Regions from separate parts of the Mus musculus genome. Here region 2 is linked to region 1. Evidence: chromatin contacts called from public Hi-C data. All regions are on one chromosome and are shown on one strand. The core of a region is the stretch at or near the end of the contact, and the rest is flanking DNA. Distances in the headings are between cores, read along the strand shown. Region 1 overlaps Gm1667 (a long non-coding RNA gene). Region 2 has its middle 37 kb from the start of Klhdc7a.

Evidence for each region. A called contact is a pair of places that touch in the nucleus more often than the background predicts.
Region 2: a contact with region 1 is called in a Hi-C map of cerebral cortex, with 1.8 times the contacts expected there. The contact joins two enhancer-like sites. A contact is called at or near these places in 3 of 39 promoter capture datasets (hippocampal neurons and liver), 8 of 484 Hi-C or Micro-C datasets (CD4 T cells, Sertoli cells, cerebral cortex and 4 more) and 1 of 115 datasets of contacts at active chromatin or transcription factors (neural progenitor cells).

Annotation. Positions count from the first base shown.
Region 1 is chr4:139,923,888-139,927,525 of GRCm38.p6, reverse strand. All of the region lies in intron 3 of Gm1667 (a long non-coding RNA gene), which reads right to left. 4933427I22Rik (RIKEN cDNA 4933427I22 gene) reads left to right here. Exons shown (of 3, transcript NR_045159.1): 3 at 306-1,415. Among named protein-coding and RNA genes, the nearest start is that of Gm1667, 15 kb to the right of the region's middle. Within about 2 kb of position 1,510, at least 58 of the 459 cell types and tissues checked have an H3K27ac peak or open chromatin away from gene starts, as enhancers often do. A contact at or near this core is called in cerebral cortex, where this site is marked.
Region 2 is chr4:140,002,718-140,006,556 of GRCm38.p6, reverse strand. No RefSeq gene overlaps it. Among named protein-coding and RNA genes, the nearest start is that of Klhdc7a, 37 kb to the right of the region's middle. Within about 2 kb of position 2,151, at least 65 of the 459 cell types and tissues checked have an H3K27ac peak or open chromatin away from gene starts, as enhancers often do. A contact at or near this core is called in cerebral cortex, where this site is marked.

The DNA.
Region 1 (3,638 bases), core at 261-2,760:
GTGCTGTGATCAGGATGTAAAGTGAATTAATTAATTAATTAATTAATTAATTAATTAATTAATGAAAAATAAAAGAGGCCTGTGGGACCTGGGAGGCCAGCTGCACTATGGTTAGGCAGCCTTCAGGGTCAAAGAGCACAACCGATTTTCAGTGCTGCCTGTGGAGAGCAGACAAGGGCTTAGTCTAAGGCAGCTTCAGATGCCCCCTGGATCTCTGATGAGGCCTGAGTTATCCATCACAAAGAACTGTGGGCCATGTCCCTCCCTCCTCCAACTTATGAATCTGTGTGTGCTTCTTTCTATAGGTGTGAGGACGGACGTGGCCAGGGGTCACCTGTCTCTGCATCTTGGGCCATTCAGAGCTCCGGGCCAGGTCATTGTGAAGAGCTCCACTTCTCTGTAGGCCATTATGGTGAAAAGGAGTTTAGCAGACAAGGGCTCAGGACACGCCCCTTCTGTGCCCAGGCAGAGTGTGATGTCATCAGCAAAGCCAGCATGTATGTTGGGGTCAGAGGACAGGGTGTCAACTCTCACCTCTTCACCTTGTTTGAGACCGTCTCTCTGCCGGTGTGTGTGCTAGGCTACTGAGGATTGCCCTGTGTCTGATTCCGGTTCCCCAGTAGGGATTACATATGTCTGCACGGTTGCATCTACCGTGGGCTTTGGGGGTCTGAACTCCAGCTGTCAGGCTTACATGTCAATCACTTTGTCTCCTGAACCATCTCCCCAGCCCCATACTCCTCACCCTTGCTTTGATGGTCATCAAGCCCTTGGTAGTGGTCACCTGACTCTAAGTCCTAGTCTCTTTGCAGTAGGGTTCTCCCTTCCGTTGAATGCACTGCGTGGATTTTCCCTGTTTTCCCGCGGTTGGACTCCAGGGCCTTGTGCATAAGAGGCAAGCACTCCAACTCCGAGACACTGCCCTCGATGGCTGGCTCTGAATCAGATCGATAACCAAATACAGGCATCCCCATCTCTAAAAACCTTCTGAGATTGCATCGGAGAGAATGGAAGGCGCCTCCGCCTCCGTAGTTTAAACAGAAGGAGTTTTGCCTAGCAAAGGAGCATTAGCAGCCCTCAAACCTTCGAGACGGGAGAAGCAGGCTGTGAGCTGAGCCTTAGGGAAAACCTCCAGTCCCCAGAATCCTTCTGGGTCCCCTCCACCGTTACCAAGGAAACCAACAAATTGGGAAGCTCCTTAAGCATACCAAGCCAGTAAAAAGAGAAGCGCGCACCCCATTTCTCTTCCTATTTAAACTCTTTCCAAGCCCAGTCCTGTTCGTGTGACTCTGGTTGGGGAAGACTGAATCGCATCTGAAAGTCTTCCTTGCAAGAGGGTTATAGGGAAATTGGTTTTCTTTTCCTGGCTTCTTGGTATAAAAAGGCACGCGTGAAGGAGGTTGGAATAAATGTTGAACAAGAGAGCGCGCCGCATCCTCCTCGCCGCTAATCTCTCCACATCTGAGCGGTTCTTTTCTTGAAAGCCTCAGTCAGAAACCGGCTTTGAGCTCACTGAGAGGACGTTTGTCTGTTCAGCTCCACCGGGGGCTTACGGAGTGCGCTTGTTGGGTGGGTGGGGGCGGGGGCTGTTTAAAGCTGCCGCTGAGATGAAGGAAGCTGGGCGTGCTTCCTGCTGGAGTTCCTGGGCTACAAAGGGGCACAAATAAATAGAAAAGAAGCAAAGAAAACAGCAGGAGACAGTACTGTGGGAGGATGGGAGACAGCTCCGTGCAGGGAGTGCTTCCTACAGGCGCCAGCTGAGTTGAGTTCCGAGCCCCAGCTCTGTAAAAGTAAAAGGCAGGGCGGGTGTGACAACGCAAACTCCGAATCCCAGCTCTGGGGAGACTAAGATAGGAGAATCCTTGGGGCATAATGAGCAGCCTGCCTGACTAAACCAGTGAGTTCCAGGTTGAGCGGAAAGACCCTGTCTCAAAACTAGAGCCAGAGAGATGACTCGGTGGTTAAGTGCCCTGGCTGCTCTTGTACCCGACTCCGGTTCAGTTTCCAGCACCCACAGCGCAGCTCACAACCATCTGTAACTCCAGTTCCCGGGGATCCAACGCCCTCCTCTGGCCTCTAGAGGTACTGCACGCACGCGGTACACTGATATCCAGGCCAGTCAAAACACCACAGGCATGAAATAGTCTCTGCTATGGAGATCTCCCGTTTACTTCCAAAGCTTAAGACAGGGTTTCCGGGTCTGAACAGCCCAGCCCACAGGGGTGGCTATGAACCTCATCCAAGCCCACATCCTCCTGCCAAGTAAGGAGGGCTGCATCGTTCCCAGGACAGGCCCAGGTCATAGAGAGCAGGATTGCTGTCCTTCCCTGTCACAGGTCTGCCTCCTTGCTGAGGTAACTCAAGGTCTTGAAGTTCTGAGTCCCTGTTTGGCATTGCACAACAGCATCTTTATCCCAGCCTTGGGGGAAGTCCAGAGTCTCCTTGGCCGCTTCTACCTCCTCCATTCAAGGTGTGTCTGTCCTCTTTCTCATCAGAGCCCCAGCACAGTGGCTGCTAAACTTGGAGCTTTCTTTTGTTTGGGGAAGGGGACAGTGAACAAATGGTGTGTGTATATGCGTGCCCACACACGTGTGCATGAGTGTGCATGTGTGTCTGAGTGCGTTCATGTGTGTACATATGTGAGTGTGACTGTGTGCATGTCTGTGTATGTCTCTGTAAGTGTCTGTGTTTGTTCGTGCTTATGTGCATGCGTGTGTGTGTGTGTGTGTGTGTGTATGTGCATGTGAGTGTGTGCATTTGAATGTGCTTGTGTGTGTGTGTCTGTTTGTCTCTGTGTGTTCCTGTTTGTAGACTGGTATGTGTGCAGGGGTGTGTGTGTGTGTGTGTGAACATTCAAGGAGGCCAAATATAGATATCAAATGTCTTTCCTGACTTGTTCACCCTATTTTTTAGGACGAGGGACTTGAAGCTTGAGAATCTGACTCTGCTGGCTGACCAGCAAGCCCCTGCCTCAGTATCCCCAGCACCAGGACTATAGGCATGCACTGTAGGGCGCAGCTTTTGTGCATGTCCTGAAGATGGGAACTCAGAGCCTCCTAGTTGCAAGGGAAGTACTTCACCGACAGAACCAGCTCCAGGCTGTTTCATTCTGTGTTGAGACTGTGTTAACTTGGACACCCAAACTAGACAAGGCCAGTGAAAGATGCTGATTTAATTTAAGCTCATACTTCTACGTGGGTCCCAGTATTCCAGATAAAATACCAACAAATTGCGGGAGCTGGAGACATGGCTCGGATGGCAGCGTGCCTTCTGTACAGACATGAGGACCTGAGTTCCATCCCCAGCACTTGCATAATGGTGTACACATACACACACACACACACCTACACACTCACACACCTATACTTTCACACACACACACCTACATACTCACCCAGACACCCCCACACACACCTACACACATACAGATACACACCTACACATTCACGCATAGCTACACATACCTACACATACACAGACACACACCTACACACACACACCTATACATTCACACACACCTACACATAAACACACCTACACACTCACACACACACCTACAAACTCACACACTCACTCACACCTACACACTCACACACACCTACACACACAAAGACACACACCTACACACTCACACACAC
Region 2 (3,839 bases), core at 902-3,401, 78 kb before region 1:
CTCTCTATAAAAAGCCATTTGTCCCGAGTTGTCCAGCTTCACAGCAAGGATTCCTAATTGGGTTAGAACTCTTGACTCTCAGCTGGAGGGAAGGCCCTTTCCCTCCCTATGGCTCCTTATCTCTCTCCGTCTGTGGCTCCTGCCTCTGGTCCCTCCTTGGTTCAACGATGGAACCCTGGAGATCAAAGGACCCTCTGCTTCTTTTTCTGGCTCCTCCATCCACTTTCTCTGTGACCTTGGGAAAAATCCACCTCCCCTCCCGGGGCATGGTGGCCACTGCTAATAGAACCTTACCTCTGCCAGTGCTTTGAACTTTATCAAAACGTACTCCTGCATTCTCTGAGAGGCATTGGAGAGCAGCTTTATCAAGGCGCTGATTTGACAAGGGGAAACGGCAGAGAATCCAAATCACCCAGAGCTCCTTGGAAGTGATTCCCAGAGGGGGCTCTCACGGGCGACCTCTCATAACAAGCCCTGGGATTTTCCCCACAACAAAGCGCGTCCCTAGATACGGGGCCCACGTTAGCCCGTTCAAATGACACTAGGACCGAGCAGTCCCAGTGTGACCTAAGGATGGGAAGAGCTTCCTTGATCTTCCCTTTTATTTAAAAAGAAAGTAACCACTCTGAACATTTCAAAGATTCCCCCCCCCAAAAAAAAAACTTCCCCGATTTAATTTTAAAAAATAAAACAAAAGATTGCATCCTCTTACGATGCTAAAAATCCATGGGTAAAAAAAGGGGGGGCCATCCTCCAGGCCTGTGACAGCTACTTCCTTACCTATGAAGTGGGGAACACAGAGCACCAGAGTACCAGGTTGCCCCTTAGGATGGTAAAGAGGAGAGGCTCTGCTGCCTCCTGGACCTCCCTCTAGTCTAAGGCAGGCCACCTCTTTCTGTGCTGGAAAATTCACCGCTGTTTGGAACCTCATACCCACCTCATAGGGAACAAGTCCATTTTACAGGTGGGTCAATTGAGGCTCAGCAAGACAGAAAGGTGATCATCTAGGTTTGCCAAATTGTGTGTGTGTGTGTGTGTGTGTGTGTGTGTGTGTGTGTGTGTGTGTGTGTGTGTGTGTGTGTAGATGACCTTGCATGCCTGAAGATTTGAGTTCCATCGCCTGAACCCACAGCGTAAGGAACAGATTCTCGACTCTTGAGAAATGCTCTCTGTGCTCTCCAGGCCCTGAGGTGGGAATTCGCGTACACACTCATAAATAAATGAGGGAATGTGTTTTAATGTCTCCCATTCCACATTCTTACAGGAGCCTGCTTCTCATCCTGGTCAAACGCACCAGCCTGTTCCCTCTGCTTGGACCTCTTTCCCTGCTCAATTTGCATAGCTCTGGGACACCACAGGGGGTCTCTTAGGTCCCGCCCAATCTTCCAAGCTCCACCCCCTGCTGTACTGAACCCTCCTGCAGGACTCTTTCCCACTGCTCACTCCTGTTCTGATCTGTTCTTCCTGTCTGCGTCCCTCCACCTTTTTCTCTGGCTCATTTCCACCCGTCCCCCACCTTCTGCTCAGACTTGGTTTCTTTATGCAGTCAGTAAATATTTACTCGTGCCCAGGCACTGTTCTAAATGAGGAGATGCTGGTTTGAGATCTGGAGCTCAGTTCTTAGCTCATACAGTTCTCAGGGAAACCTGTCTTGATCATTCATTCTCAAAGCTGGCTAGCTATCACCACTCAGCCTGTTGTTCGGACCTTCACGCCTCTGTCCTCCGACCACTCTCCAGCGGGAAGCCACGCGCAGCTTGGACGCATCACCACACAGGGGTGCCTGCCTAGGAGAGGGTGGCTCCCTAACTGAGAGCTTTGTTTGGATATACAGTTCCCTGCACCGGACTAGGAAACAAACAGATGGGTGCGCCGGCACCGGAGAAGCCAAGATCAGGGGCAAGAGTTAGGAATTGTTGGGGGTATCGGATGTCTATTGCTGGTGGCTGAACACACCCGTGGCACTGGTGGGAGGGTCTGCTACTGCTGGCACCTTGCTGCAGAAATCTGGCCGCTCCCCTATTCGTGGATGGGGTGAATTCGTGGACTGGATGGTCCACGACACCGGATTCTTACTTGTCACACCTCAGTATGCCCGGTGTCCCATAGGCCTAAGCGAGTTTCAGGGCCCCACCCAGAGGGCCTATTGGAGGAGCCACAGAGGGCTGATGTTCATTGGCTTAATCAAGTCTCATCGCCTTGCCCACTCTCCGTGGGAGGAGCCAATGGGGAAGCGGGTGTCTCATTGGTCAAAACTGCCTCATAGCATAGCCTTGGCTAGACCAATGGGGGAGTGCTGCTAACAACTCCAAGTGTTTTCCCACGCAGTCCCTCTCAGAGTCCTGAGAGGATTGGTGACCCACTTTCCACAAGGCAGCGGAGAGTCACTGACCAGGTGCCCATCTGCCCAGGACTTCTCTCTCTTCCCTGGCTCTCTCCACACTATCTCAGCGCACATCCAGAAACACGTCCTTGCTCCCTGGAGCTTCTCGGATCCATCCTGAGAAACTGGGAGGCAGGAACAGAGCCCTAAGTGGGAATCCGGAGCAGGGACTGGATTCTGCCCTGTCGTTCCCTGGAAGAGCCAGGGAAGAGTGAGCAAGGCGCTGGGGAGAACTCCAGCTACCCTGAGCCTACGGGGCAGAGGCTAGCCAGGCTTCTCGTAGGGACCTGACTGCCCACCCAACAGATCAAATCACACAAGAACGCCTCCGAGTTTGGGACGAGCCTGCACCCACCCTCAGTTTCCCCAGACTGATGCAGGTGTACTCAGAGCTCTCTGGCCCCACGCTGATCCCTCCCTTGCTTTCCCCCTTTGCTTTTCTATTTTTACTTCGTATGCAAATCTCCCATCAGACCTAAGCAAAGCATGGAGGAAGTGGGCCAGCGCACAGGATAGGACAGCACGGCAGATTGCAGCCGCGTACTCTGGTAAACACGATCTAATTGCTTTTTCCAATGGGGAAAGTGGTGGGGGCCCGGCTCAGAAAGAACACATTACCAGTCAGCTGTGTCAGGCCAAGGAGGAGGGTAGGGCTGGACCACGATCTGGGGAAGGGGTCATGGGACATGAGGGGTGACCCTGGTGACAGTCCCTGTCATTTGGACCAAAGGCACAAGGTGGTGCTGAGAGCTGGTTGACCAGTTCTCTCGTGCATTTTTACTTGAACCAGCATTGCACCGGGCTGTGGCTCAGTTGGTAGAGTGCCCACCTAACATGCACAAAGTCCTGGGTTCAATCCCTGACACAGCATAAACCAGGGATGGGGTACAGGCCTGTCAGTCTAGCTCTAGGGAGGTGGAGGCAAGGGGATCAGGGGTTCAAGATCATTTACACATCCTGGGCTACATCGGCAATGGCAATACCCCCCCCCCCATCTACCCTGTCCTGATTGAAAGTGCTGAAGGCAGAGACAAGAGTAATTGTCTGCCCAGATCCTGTGGGCCCAGACTCAACAAGCCCTCATGTGTGAGGATCTAACTTGGTATGAGTTCCTCGGTAAGGCTGAGATTAAGACCCAGGCCTGCCTGATGCCAGTGACTGTGCCTTTGAGCTAAAGAACACCGATAAGCTACAGGGTCCCTGGTACTATTGCACGTGTCTAAGTAACAACAGATCCAAGTGCTCATTAAGCACTTATTACCTGCCAGGCCCCAGGCGAGGGATAAGACAGAGCTGGTGCTCTTTAGAAGGCCAGCATCTAAGACAAGGGGACAGGAACCTTTCGTGGATGAGGAAGCTGAGGGAGAGCGAACACCTCGCAGAAGCCAACGTCCTGAGGAACAGGGGTTCAGAGGTCTGTCTCACAGGATAGGTGACTCCGGTGAGGAACCCGTTC